Linked DNA regions of Oncorhynchus mykiss: region 2 is linked to region 1. A link is a contact called in public Hi-C data. All regions are on one chromosome and are shown on one strand. The core of a region is the stretch at or near the end of the contact, and the rest is flanking DNA. Distances in the headings are between cores, read along the strand shown.

Region 1 (7,103 bases), core at 1,946-4,445:
CACAGCCCCCTCCTGTACCAGCCCACCATCCCAGAAGCAGAGCCGCACGGTCCAAATCAACTAAATCACCCACTATGTAAGAACTTGGGCAGTATGTATCAAGCATCTCAGAGTAAGAGTGCTGATTTAGGATCAGTTTAGTATTTTAGATCACAATAAATATGATTATGTGGATAGGGGGGGACCTGACTCTAGATCAGCACTCCTACTCTGAGACGCTTGATACGTCCGCTGACCAATTTAGGTTCATATGTTCTCATTTAATTGTATTAGGTTTATAATGATATGTATTATCAGATAACTAAGACAATTAATGTGTGTGTGGTTTCAGTTCAGATAAACCCATGCCTAAAGGACCACCCGGCAGGCTTGCTGGACAAACTAATAGATCCGGTAAACACATCACACACTCAAATAACATTCACACATTTTTAGTATACACTGAGTGTACAAAACATTAGGAATACGTGCTCTTTCCACGACTGACCAGGTGACTCAAGGTGAAAGCTATAAAACCGTATTGTTCAATATACTTCAATCAGTGTAGATGAAGTGGAGGAGACAGGTTAAAGAAGGATTTTTAAGCCTTGAGACGTGGATTGTGTATGTGTGCCATTCAGAAGGTGAATGGGAAAGACAAAATATTTAGGTGCCTTTGAACAGGGTATGGTTGTATGTGCCAGGCGCACCAGTTTGTGTCAACAACTGCAACACTGCTGGGTTTTTCACTCTCAAACAGTTTCCCATGTGTATCAAGAATAGTCCACCACCCAAAGGACATCCAGACAATTTGACACAACTGTGGGAAGCATTGGAGTCAACATGGGCCAGCATCCCTGTGGAACGCTTTTGACACCTTGTAGTGGCCATGACACGATGAATTGAGGCTGTTCTGAGGGTAAAAGGGGGTGCAACTCAATATTACGAAGGTGTTCCTAAAGTTTTGTACACTCAGCCTACAATATCTAATAACTAGCCTGCTCTGGTTCAAAGAGCTTTGTTTTTATTCATCTGGGTGCCAGTCTGTTTCTTCTTTCTTGCCAATTCCTTATGGATTTGTCATGCCAATTGGTTCGAATAATGGAGTTGGTAAAATTACAATGATTAAATGTTCCAATGTGTCTTTTTGCTTGTGTGTGAGCAGTAAAGAATGCACCTGTAACTGGATCCCCTCCGAGCTTTGGTCCAACTCCTCCACCAACACCCAAGCCCCGCGCTAACCTCCCTGTGAGATCCTCAACTCAGCCAATCAGTGGCATGCAATCAATACCTAACACACAGGCTATTATAGCAATACAGTAATATCATATTTACACTGATTATTGAACACTTGCAAAAAAAACATGAACTAACATCTTCTTGTCTAACCTATTATTATTTGGCCCTTAGAAACAGAGGTCCAGGAGGGTGAAAGCCCGCTACAGCTGTTTAGCTGATAACCCAGATGAGCTAACGTTCACCGAGGGAGAGGTGATTGTAGTGGATGGAGAGGAGGACCAGGAGTGGTGGGTAAGTACAACAGCTCCAACACACACCCACACGCATAGGCACGCACACACATACGCACACACAAACTGCACACACACACACATCCTCTGACTGTGTCCTTATGTCTCTGATCCACTGACTGTGTGTCCTGTTGTGTGTGTGTTGCAGGTGGGACATATTGAGGGGGATTCGACTAGGAAAGGAGTCTTCCCTGTGACATTTGTGCACTTAATCACTGACTGATGCATCTGATGGTGTGACCGGAGCTGTCGCTCACTACTAGGCTGTGTGTTATCTGTTCTTGTCCAAAATTGCACCCTGTCCCCTATGTAGTGCACTACTTTTGACCAGAGCCCTATAAGTAGTGCACTATATAAGAAATAGTGCACTATATCGGGAGAAAAACAATGTCTATGAGTGAAAGAGGTGTGGGATGTGCACATCACACGTGTGGGTGGTGATATTCTCATGCATCCAAACAGCCAAAGATGATGACTAGGTGACCTCTGACCTGCCAACAGAATGTTCTAATCTACAATGCTGGAATATTTGGGGGGGAAATGGGGGAAACTGTTCAACCTGCATGCTAAGTTTTGAGAAAGTATATTTCCACTTGGTTTGCTGGGACAACTGGAAATAACTGGAGCAAGATTCTGCTTGATTATATTTGCATCCTTGAAGACACAGTCAAACTTGTCTTTAAATTCAATATTTCGCTATTGTGTTATCAATTCAGATGCGTATTTAAAGTTTAACTTGGTATAATAAAAAACGTATTGTACTACAACCACTCAAAGTCTATATATTACATCAGTCATTACATTGCTGTGTATCACCGAGCATGATCATCCTATGACAGCTTCTGCTGATGGGAAACTGATATGTTTGAATCTAACATGGAATCTAATTTATCAAGAGAGCATTTGTGAATATATGATGCTGGAAAAAGGGTTGCAGGGTAACTCTGTATGTATATTGTAGCTGTAACATTTGAGATAATTGAAAGGAATGTACATCCTACGTTTTCCTCTTCCCTCATGTTCTTTACATGTCCATGGTTATTCATTAAAACGTGAAATGGCTCATTGTGTGTTTTGTCTTCATTGCATTCGGTTAAGACAGATCTGTAGTGGTCACTCCATTTTATTTTTAATGATTATGAACAGAACCATTATCTGATTCTGGGGCGGACTGGGACCAAAAATTGCCCCTGGTATTTCTAACACCAGCCAATATTTTTCCTTGAGGCCCCCACACTGCCATTTTGAGGGCACCAATATTAGCGAGATAGTGATAATTTTGAGCCCCAAAAAGTTTGTTAGACAGACCAACTAGGCAAAAAAATGGACCAACCCACATATTCTTGAGTAATCTGTATGTAGCACAATGAAAACAAACTTTTTAAATGACGTCCATAAATGAAAGAGTCCTTTTTCAGAGGATAGATTATAGCAATGTCATTGTGATTATACTGTGCTCTGACTACTATGCCCTAAAATCAGGACCATGTTCAGTTGCCAAACGTTCTCCAACGTTGCTGATAGAAATGTCATAAATACAGCCCACATGATTTCGTGTTTTATATGTTGGAGAAGCATGTTTGTTCTAAATAACATATTTCTACCTGAACGTTACAAAACGTTGTGTGCTCCTGAATGGGCGCCCCATGTTACAACATCGGAACCCATTATAGCAAAGACCATTCCTCGTACGGACATATATCGCTGGACCGGAAGTGTTGTTATAGTCAGCGTGCGGTTAGTTTCTGTAGGTGTCAGAAGAATGAATTAGTACAATTAATACATAATAAGCATATATATTTTAATTAAATCGTAAGAGAAAATATGGCGGCGAAACGCAAAGCTGATTTATCAGTGCCTGCTGAGGAAAGTGATCAGCTCCTCATCAGACCACTGTGGGTTTATACATTCAACATTTCGTGAGCTTTTTGGCTAGCTAGCTAATTTAGCCCGTCTAACTAGCAATACATGAAGACTGATGCCTGTCTACCTAGTTAGATAAATTATGAATTTGTTCAATGTTACCTAGTATTAGTAGTTGTCCAAAGATGCCACAGTGATTTACCTTTTATACGTATAGATAGCTAGATGGTATTTTCAAGTAGCTACCGTAGCTATGCATTACGTTCATAACGCATAAGATTTTTCTGAATCTGCCAGAACGTCACTGTCTCACAAATGTCATCAGACAGTGATTGACGTCTCTTTCCCTCTCACAGTGGAGCTGGGCAGGAGGTGGGAAGGTCATGCATCATTCTGGAGTTCAAGGGACGGAAAATCATGGTAATATTACGTGCACTCTGCTGTCCCTGTTGAATTTACCATGCATTATGGATTGTATGAGACATTCCAAAATAGAAGTAACCTGATAATTGAGTACAACAACCGTTTTCCTTTGTAGCTGGACTGTGGAATCCACCCAGGATTGGAAGGAATGGATGCTCTTCCATATATTGACTTGATCGATCCTGCTGAGATAGACCTGCTTCTTATCAGCCAGTGAGTATTCCTAATCTCTCATCTGGGTTGTGTTTATTGGGGTCAAGTTCAACTGTAGCAAAACTTTTCACAACCTAAAACATAAACAAATGTTTCTTATATGGACAAGTTCAGAAATAGCTTTATGTTTCTGTGAGTTTTCCTACGTTTTGGGCCTTATAAACACAACCCCATTATATGTTTCCCCAGGTCAGATGAATTAACACACTGAAGACAGTTCAGTGTTCTAATGCACCATATTCAGTTCTCTATAATCTCCTCTCTCTATCTCAGTTTCCACTTGGACCACTGTGGAGCCTTGCCTTGGTTTCTCCAGAAGACCAGTTTCAAAGGAAGGACCTTCATGACCCACGCCACCAAAGCCATTTACCGCTGGCTGCTGTCTGATTATGTCAAAGTCAGGTAGACAAGAGTTTATTAACTTCCAATAACAGCCTGACTTACTTAACTTTAGCCTTTGGCTCCTATAAGGAACATTCCTATAAGGAACATAGGCCATTGACAATGGTCTTACTCGGTTTGTGGAAATAGCAGCGTACTCTACTGTTTCTTTCTTGATAGAGTAGCTGCTAAATGTATTGCCCTGAAGACATGGCTGTAGATTCCTACGTCGACTCCTTTGGCATCTAACTGTTAGACGTCATAAGTCTACACAGCCATGTCTTCAGGGCAAAACAATTGTAGAGATGCCATTATCCATTATGGATGATTCGGGTTCACATTGTGCCCCTGACTGTCTCTGTGTTTTCCCTCCCAGTAACATCTCAGCCGACGACATGCTGTACACAGAGACAGACTTGGAGGAGAGCATGGACAAGATCGAGACCATCAACTTTCACGAGGTGAAGGAGGTGGCCGGCATCAAGTTCTGGTGTTACCATGCCGGTCACGTCCTGGGGGCAGCCATGTTCATGATCGAGATAGCTGGCGTGAAGGTGACTACATTACATTTACATTGACTACTGGGACAGGAAAAGCAACTACAGCTTATTCATCATCTTCTTTGTGAAAGGACCATAAGAAAAGGTTCTTATCATAAATAGTACATGATTTCCCAGAAATACTGTTCTCTCCTGAGCTCAATTTCGAGTCTAATAGCGAAGGGTCTAAATACTTGTGTAAATAAGATATGAATGTTTTTATTTGTAATGCATTTTCAAACAATTCTGGGGTATTGTGTGTAGATTAATGAGGGGGAAATTAATTTAATACATTTTAGAATAAGGCTGTAATGTAACAAAATGTGGAAAAGTGAAGGGGTCTGAATACTTTCTGAATGCACTGTATATAGATTGTATTGTTTACTGTGGCCAGTAGGTGGCACCCATATGCTGGACAAATGTTCCCAATACAATTACATGAGTGAATAATTATTTGAAACAGAAATATATTTTTGTCTATTTACTTTGCTACTGTCTCTTAAAATTGTAGGTTTAAACTAACCTGTCTCCTGTTATCCTTGTTCCTTTGGGTGTCTCTGTCCATAGATCCTCTACACAGGTGACTTTTCCCGACAGGAGGACAGGCATTTGATGGCAGCCGAGATCCCCAGTGTCAAGCCTGACATCCTCATTACTGTGAGTCCCCGCTAATAGTAACATACAACACTAAACACAACTACAATCAATTAATCAATCAGGCAATCAAATTCATTTGTCAGCAGTTGTCACATGGTGCTTTTCGGCAACCCAGCCTAATCACAACCACAAAAAAGCAGCATACTTCACTTTGATTCTCGTGTGATCTTGTTTTCCTAACATGAGGATATGATGTGTATTGCTCTCTGTCCTCAGGAGTCCACGTATGGAACACACATCCATGAGAAGAGGGAGGAGCGGGAGGCCCGGTTCTGCAACACAATCCATGACATCGTCAACAGAGAGGGCCGCTGTCTCATCCCCGTGTTCGCCTTGGGCCGAGCCCAGGAACTGCTGCTCATCCTAGGTGAGATTCTCCAACCAGTTCCCTCTTCAGCCTGCCTTTAGAGCAGGTATCCAGTGACTCTCATTCATGGAAGTGTTCATTAGGAACCAACAGTCACCTGGCCTAATCCAATCAGAAACTTGTTTTAAAACATTTTCTGTTGCGTGCGCTAATGAACACAACCCTTCTCTAATGTGTGTGTGGTTATGTGCCTCTGCGTGTGTGTTTCAGACGAGTACTGGCAGAACCACCCAGAGCTCCATGACATTCCCATCTACTACGCGTCGTCTCTGGCCAAGAAGTGCATGGCCGTCTACCAGACATACGTCAACGCTATGAACGACAAGATCCGCAAGGCCATTAACGTCAACAACCCCTTCGTCTTCAAGCACATCAGCAACCTCAAGGTGGGTGACGTTAATCAGATGAATGTTTGGTAGTGGCATTTTTCAATAATAAAAAAAATATATGTTTATTAGGCACCATAAAGTAGAACACAGGCTGAAACAGGGAGTGACTATCTGAACTTGTCCAATAAGAAACACTCCTTTTCATTTCCTTTTCAAAAAGTTTTACTACGGTGTGCTCTAATGAATTAGCACCTGCTGTGTCCCTCGGTCCATGCTAAGTCTGCTGTACCACTCTCTACCAGAGCATGGACCACTTTGATGACATCGGGCCCAGTGTGGTGATGGCCTCTCCAGGTATGATGCAGAGCGGTCTGTCAAGAGAGCTGTTTGAGAGCTGGTGCACCGATAAGAGGAACGGCGTCATCATCGCCGGCTACTCTGTGGAGGGTACCCTCGCAAAGGTGGGGCTCGGTCTTCAACCCTTCTTAAGACATTTCTCAGTCACACCAAGTCATCACAACCAAAGGAATCCTACAGTGGGGTCTTATTGCAAGCCAAGCTTTGTTGTGATCAAGTATTTTTAGCGTCATCAAATGAAAGATAAACATGGACACAATTTTTTTTAAATCAAGTCATTTCCAGCCGTGCTAAGATTCATCACTCTGTGTGTGTGAGCTGACTGTTCCTCTGTGACTCTATCCTCAGCACATTATGTCAGAGCCAGAGGAGATCACCACCATGTCAGGCCAGAAGCTGCAGCTGAAGATGTCTGTGGACTACATCTCTTTCTCAGCCCACACTGACTACCAACAGACCAGCGAGT
Region 2 (7,103 bases), core at 2,066-4,565, 180 kb after region 1:
GTACGTTCACACAGATGAGCACAGACCCTGGGCATCTTTCTTTTGGTGTTTTTCAGAGTCAGTAGAAAGGCCTCTTTAGTGTCCTGAGTTTTCACAACTGTGACCTCAATTGCCTACCTCCTGGAAGCTGTTAGTGTCTTAACAGTTCCACAGGTGCATGTTCATTAATTGTTTGTTTGTGCTCCATTAAACAAGCATGGGAAACCGTGTGTAAAGCCTTTACAATGAAGATCTGTGAAATTATCTGGATTTTTAGGAATGATCTTTGAAAGACAGGGTCCTGAAAAAGGGACGTTTCTTTTTTTGCTGAGTTTATATATTCCTAATTCATTCCTACTTAGATTTGCGTGTATTGGGTATATGTTGTGTAATTTTTTTGATATTACTTGTTAAATATTAATGCACTGTCAAAGCTAGAAGTACAATAATGTTGCTACACCCACAATAACATCTGCTATTCACATGTATGTGACCAATACACATTGATTAGATCTTGTCCCCCCCCAACAGACATTTACCCTACCCCCCATAAATTGTAAATAAGATGTTTCTAAATACTTCTCCTCAACTTGTTCTACATTAATGTGAACTCCACAATCATTACAGATAGTCCTGAATGGATCGTGAATAATGATCAGTGAAAAAGTTATAGATAAATATCATAGCCCCCCCCCCCCCCCCCCCCAAAAAAAAAACCGCTAACCTCCCCTGTTAATCACTGTAACGCTCCGGCGTCGTGGGTGTGGAGTCTGGCGCAGGAAACAGAGTGCAATACTGTGCTCTATGCACTAACGCAACACTGGGTGCTCAAAACCAAATGCCCCAAACACGGGGGACGAAAATAGTACAGCAGAATACACGGCCAGGACCAACCACGTTCCTCTACTACATAACCGAAGGTCACAATAATTAATCCCGCACAAAGAAACAGGCGGGCCTGTCTAATAAAGCCCAACTAATGACTCACTAACAGGTGCAAACAATAAACATACAAGGAGGGGGAGGAAAGACAATCAGTGGCAGCTAATAGGCCAGCGACGACTCATTCAGCACTATCCGTAATCATGGTAGCATCCACATGTAATACTGTTTAGAAACATTCTATTCTTATTTACAATAAACCTGACTCCAAAATGGCACAATACATTATTTACCATTCATTTCCATTGTGCACAAAATATTCTGAAACACAAAACAAACAGCAAATGCATCCAGTTTGTAGAGTCACAAGCTTGATGTAATCATTGATGCTAGGAATTTGTGACAAAATACTGTACAATAGTGAATTTGTCCCAACACTTTTGGTCCCCTAAAACAGGGTTTCCCAAACTCGGTCCTGTACAAAATGGGCTATAATTTCTAAACGGTTCACCCGATATTGATGTGGATTGAAATACCATCAAATGAACGTTTATAGTCTGCACTTTAACCTCATAGTCATTGTATCCTTTCAAATCCAAAGGCCTGGAGTACATTGCCAAAACAACAAAACATTTCACTATCCCTATACTTTTGGAGCTCACTGTATGTCTCGGAAAACGTACCTCAATCCAGGGATGAGAAATGCGTTGTACTCTGAACTGTCCCATGATCCTATCTGTTACACGGAGAAGATTGACGTTAGTTTGACCTTTCATTCACAAAGGGGGATAACCGAGGTTATATAGCGGCTGAGAATGCGTTTGCATAATCATTTCAGTCTTTGTTTTTTCTATGAGGTAAACACATACACACCCGGGGAAAAAACAAATTCTGTTCAACAGCACCATTTTGTTAGAAATAATGCCTGTATGCCTTTCTACTGACTCTGAAAAACACCAAAAGAAAGATGCCCAGGGTCCCCGCTGATCTGCGTGAACGTACCTTAGGCATGCTGCAAGGAGGCATGAGGACTGCAGATGTGGCCAGGGCAATAAATTGCAATGTCCATACTGTGAGACACCTAAGACAGCGCTATAGGGAGACAGGACGGACAGCTGATCATCCTCACAGTGGCAGACCATGTGTAACAACACCTGCACAGGATCGGTACATCCGAACATCACACCTGCGGGACAGGTACAGGACGACAATAACAACTGCCCGAGTTACACCAGGAACGCACAATCCCTCTATCAGTGCTCAGACTGTCCGCAATAGGCCGAGAGAGGCTGGACTGAGGGCTTGTAGGCCTGTTGTAAGGCAGGTCTTCACCAAACATCACTGGCAACAACGTCGCCTATGGGCACAAACCCACCGTCGTTGGACCAGACAGGACTGGCAAAAAGTGCTCTTCACTGACGAGTCGTGGTTGTCTCACCAGGGGTGATGGTCGGATTCACGTTTATCATTGAAGGAATGTGAGTTACACCGAGGCCTGTACTCTGGAGCAGATCGATTTGGAGGTGGAGGGTCTGTCATGGTCTGGGGCGGTGTGTCGCAGCATCATTGGACAAGGCTTGTTGTCATTGCAGGCAATCTCAACGCTGTGCGTTACAGGGAAGACATCCTCCCTCATGCGGTACCCTTCCTGCAGGCTCATACTGACATGACCCTCCAGCATGACAATGCCACACGCCATACTGCTCGTTCTGTGTGTAATTTCCTGCAAGCCAGGAATGTCAGTGTTCTGCCATGGCGAGCGAAGAGCCCGGATCTCAATCACATTGAGCACGTCTGGGACCTGTTTGATTGGAGGGTGACGATGGGGCCATTCCCCCCAGTAATGTCCGGGAACTTGCAGGTGCCCTGGTGGAAGAGTGGGGTAACATCTCACAGCAAGAACTGGCAAATCTGGTTCAGTCCATGAGGAGGAGATGCACTGCAGTACTTGTTGCAGCTGGTGTCCACACCAGATACTGACTGTTACTTTTGATTTTGACTCCCCTTTTGTTCAGGGACATATTATTCAATTTCTGTTGGTAACATGTCTGTGGAACTTGTTCAGTTTATGTCTCAGTTGTTGAATCTTGTTTTGTTCATACAAATATTTACACATGTTAAGTTTGCTGAAAATCTTGTTAGTTAGCCACTAGCCAGCCATCCAGCTTGTTAGTAAACTTTTTTCACTTGCTGTTCTGTCATATTTTTCTACACATTTCTAACTTTATATATGACATTATGTTTTGTAATTCAACGTTTTAAAAACATAGTACAGTCAAGGTTTTTTGGGATAAATAATGGCATAGCTCTATTGTTTGACATTAGCGCGCCTTTCCTGACATTTTAACTTTTTCCTTTCTTGGTTTTGTAACAGTATCAGCAGTTTTCCCGCAAGCTTTAAAATGACGCGTGAGAAAAGTGCAATCTGATTGGCTGCACCCTCTAAGAAATTTAAATACCAACAAAAGCTTTGACTCCATTGACGACTTGGAATCGACCGCCAGAAATTCAATAAATACGGGGAACTCGAGTTGTTTGCGTTTGATTGTGGCGTTGATCTAGGCAATGGGATTGTGCTGTTGATTGTGAATATATATATTTTTTTTTTGCAATTTTAGTGACGTTTAACTTATCCTCAAATTGTTTCTGTTGTGTAACTCGTGTGTCTTTAAAAATGTTTGCAACTCGTTCACCACTCGTCAAGAAAGATGAAAACGCTATCACCACTCAAATGGACAACATTTCACTCGTTGACAAGGAAAACACGGTAAGTTTGAAGTCGACGTGAACTCTATTTTACCTAGCTATTTTTTTGATGTCGTTGGTTTTATTTAAAAGGTGGGTAGGCAAACTCGCCTCAGCTGGTTAGCTAAATGACTTTACTAGCCGTAACCTAACTAGGCAAAGTTAACCTGTCACGTCTTTCTGTCCAGCATATTAATCAATTGAATGTAAATTAAGGAAGCCAGTTATCTAATTTGTCAAAGGTAACGTGTCATTCCTCCCAATGCAGCCTCCCAGCCTGAACATGACCCGGATTCTGGCCTCGAAAACCGCGCGCAAAATCTTTGCAGATTCTGAGGTGCGTGAACAATGGCTACTTTTGCTTGATGTTGTCAGTTTATGCAGTGCTCATTTTTGTAGCTCATCGACATGCGTAATTAACTCTAACATGGTAATTAGCTAGAATGTGTCCGAGGTGTTCATTTTCCGCAAATAATATCGCCTATTCTAGCTACCTGCCGAGTCATCAAATCATGATGCCGTCTATGTCAAATGTAAGCTAGCAATCGAGGAACTCAAGTCAAGCATATGTTTGAATGGTTTGTATTAGTTACACAAGCTGTCTACTCAAGTGTTTCATAAGGCTAACTAACGTCAGTTGCTAGCCAGTAGCCTTCCATTCCAGCCATGCCACGAAAGCCTTTGTCTTGAGTAGGTCACTAGCTAGTTACTGCTAACAACTGTTAAATAGCATAACTCAACCGTCTTTAACGTTGGGTTGTGGACAGTCTACATAAACTGGTATGCCTTTTTGTCTTATTTCATTCATGTATTTCCACTTAAATTATAAGCACATTCTGTTTTTCTAACCATTGAGGAAAGTTTGTTTTACCTCTGCAACATTTGACTAGTAATGAGATTAAACTATTTTTAAAATATATTTTTTTATACTTTGTTAGCCTAAAGATGTCGAGAAATTCAATGCTGAAGAAGAGCCACTCCTGAAGGAAAATCCACGCCGGTTTGTCATTTTCCCTATCAAGTATCATGACATCTGGCAGATGTATAAGAAGGCAGAAGCTTCTTTCTGGACTGCAGAGGAGGTATGTCCAAGTTGCTGCATCATTAGTGGTGTTGGCATAAGTAAATGATATGTGAGCTGGTTCATGATATTTTAGTTAATTTTGTTTTCCAGGTTGATCTGTCCAAAGATACACAACACTGGGAGTCTCTGAAGGAAGAGGAGAGATACTTCATCTCTCACATACTGGCTTTCTTTGCTGCTAGTGATGGCATTGTCAACGAGAACCTGGTAAATTGCTTGTGTGTGTACAATACAACAGTCAATATTTAACTATCTACACAAGAAATCACTGATCTAATGGGAGTCTCCTGTTTCTCTACTAGGTGGAGCGCTTTACACAGGAAGTCCAGGTGACAGAAGCAAGATGCTTCTATGGTTTCCAGATCGCCATGGAGAACATCCACTCTGAGATGTACAGCCTGCTCATTGACACCTACATCAAAGACCCCAAAGAGAGGTCAGACTGTCAGTCAAGCTCTTAGTTGGTAGTGCAGGGGAGTTCTGTATTTTCTGGCAGTGGTAAGAAGCGCTGGTTTATGTACCTCAGCTTTTAATGGGAGCTGAGTGTAGCTACTAGTTCTTAGCTCAGTGGGCATGTGGTCTGCTGACTGGGTGGGGTCCCAACATGATATAGATGCCAGACTGTGCCTCATGATGATAAAATCTACACCAATGCCCTTAATTCAAGACCCTACTGCAATATGTAGCTTTTAGGGTTACCGGACCAAATTTGCATAGGAATGAGTTACAGATCAGGAAATTCAAATTTAATGTGAGTCTAAGCAGTTGCTCTGTTCTATGTGCACTTTCTATGCTTCTGTTACAATTTTAATCTTATTTTCAGTTTTGTACACATCTTTTGATTAGTTTGAAAGTACAATACTATACGTTGAATGTTTTGTCACATAAACTGAAATTAGTAGAACTTAGTGTTCTTAGCAACCAGAAATGGCAGTGATTTCTACACATTGAACTTTTTTAAGTCTTAAGCATTTTATAGTTCAGCCTTCTACTTTGTGACAATGTTGCCTAATATACTTTTCTTTGTCTTACAGGGACTACCTCTTCAATGCCATTGAAACCCTCCCTTGTGTGAAGAGGAAGGCGGATTGGGCCCTGAACTGGATCGGCAACAAAAGTGCTAAATTTGGTATGTACATAACTTTTTTCCTAACCGGCACATGATTGGGTGGCCAGTTGGTAATGAGCGATGTTTTTATTCCAGGTGAGCGTGTGGTTGCCTTTGCAGCTGTTGAGGGGATATTTTTTTCTGGCTCCTTTGCTGCCATTTTCTGGCTAAAGAAGAGGGGGCTCATGCCTGGCCTAACCTTCTCCAATGAGCTCATCAGCAGAGACGAGGTGGGTGTTTCTATTGCGTTGATTTACCTATGATCCCAGCATGCTAACCTAATTGAAATTAAATCATTACAACTATTTGGTTACTAATACTACATGACGTTGGATACCTTTCATGTGCTTGTTTCACTGAAAAAGCAACGCTCTTCATGACTAATTGACATGATCATACTAACTAGTTCCATATGAATACAGGGCCTGCACTGTGACTTCGCCTGCCTCATGTTCAAGCACCTGGTGAATAAGCCCTCAAAGGAGACTGTCACTAATCTGATCAGGAATGCAGTTGAGATTGAGCAGGTATGTTGATTAAAAGTGAAGGACATGTTTCCCTGATTGAAAGTCCAATGCAGTTTTTCTATAATTTCTGGGTAACAATTAATTATCTTACTGTGATTTTCAAATGGCACATTTTGACCTAAACTGCACTACTTTTACCAGATCTATGGTTGTGCACTAAGGTGCCATTTGGGACATTAGCTTTTTGTACCCTGCTTATAATTATTTTATGGTCTGATTGTTACTTTTGTTAATTTCAGGAGTTCCTGACAAAAGCCCTGCCTGTAAAGCTGATTGGTATGAACTGTGACTTGATGACTCAGTACATTGAGTTTGTCGCTGACAGGCTGATGCTGGAACTGGGCTTTGACAAGGTGAGATTATGGTTCATGGCTTTGTCTCCTCATGGTACCTTAATCCCTGTGTATTTTTTTATTTTATTTCACCTTTATTTAACCAGGTAGGCAAGTTGAGAACAAGTTCGCATTTAGAATTGAGACCTGGCCAAGATAAAGCAAAGCAGTTCGACACATACAACGACACAAGTAAAACAAACATAGTCAATAATACAGTATAAACACGTCTATATACGATGTGAGCAAATGAGGTGAGATAAGGGAGGTAAAGGCACAAAAGGCCATGGTGGGAAAGTAAATACAATATAGCAAGTAAAACACTGGAATGGTAGATTTGCAGTGGAAGAATGTGCAAAGTAGAAATAATGGGGTGCAAAGGAGCAAAATAAATACAGTAGTGAAAGAGGGAGTTGTTTGGGCTAAATTATAGGTGGGCTATGTAC

What was found. A called contact is a pair of places that touch in the nucleus more often than the background predicts.
Region 2: a contact with region 1 is called in a Hi-C map of liver, with 2.6 times the contacts expected there. The contact joins the promoter of LOC110522065 here to the promoter of cpsf3 in region 1. A contact is called at or near these places in 2 of 3 Hi-C or Micro-C datasets (blood and liver).

What each region holds. Positions count from the first base shown.
Region 1 is chr4:10,614,415-10,621,517 of USDA_OmykA_1.1, forward strand. It overlaps cpsf3 (cleavage and polyadenylation specificity factor subunit 3), which reads left to right and starts at 3,196. Exons shown (of 18, transcript XM_021600132.2): 1 at 3,196-3,403; 2 at 3,728-3,791; 3 at 3,910-4,007; 4 at 4,281-4,409; 5 at 4,765-4,942; 6 at 5,495-5,584; 7 at 5,801-5,951; 8 at 6,162-6,337; 9 at 6,583-6,741; 10 at 6,986-7,103. The coding sequence starts at 3,333. asap2b (arf-GAP with SH3 domain, ANK repeat and PH domain-containing protein 2) reads left to right here. Exons shown (of 27, transcript XR_005051461.1): 24 at 1-76; 25 at 1,145-1,227; 26 at 1,390-1,509; 27 at 1,657-2,570.
Region 2 is chr4:10,793,277-10,800,379 of USDA_OmykA_1.1, forward strand. LOC110522065 (ribonucleoside-diphosphate reductase subunit M2) reads left to right here and starts at 3,316. Exons shown (of 10, transcript XM_021600137.2): 1 at 3,316-3,628; 2 at 3,875-3,943; 3 at 4,545-4,688; 4 at 4,781-4,897; 5 at 4,993-5,126; 6 at 5,725-5,819; 7 at 5,895-6,028; 8 at 6,221-6,325; 9 at 6,565-6,678. The coding sequence starts at 3,536. It overlaps LOC118964513 (a small nucleolar RNA gene), which reads left to right and starts at 5,180; the gene lies at 5,180-5,320.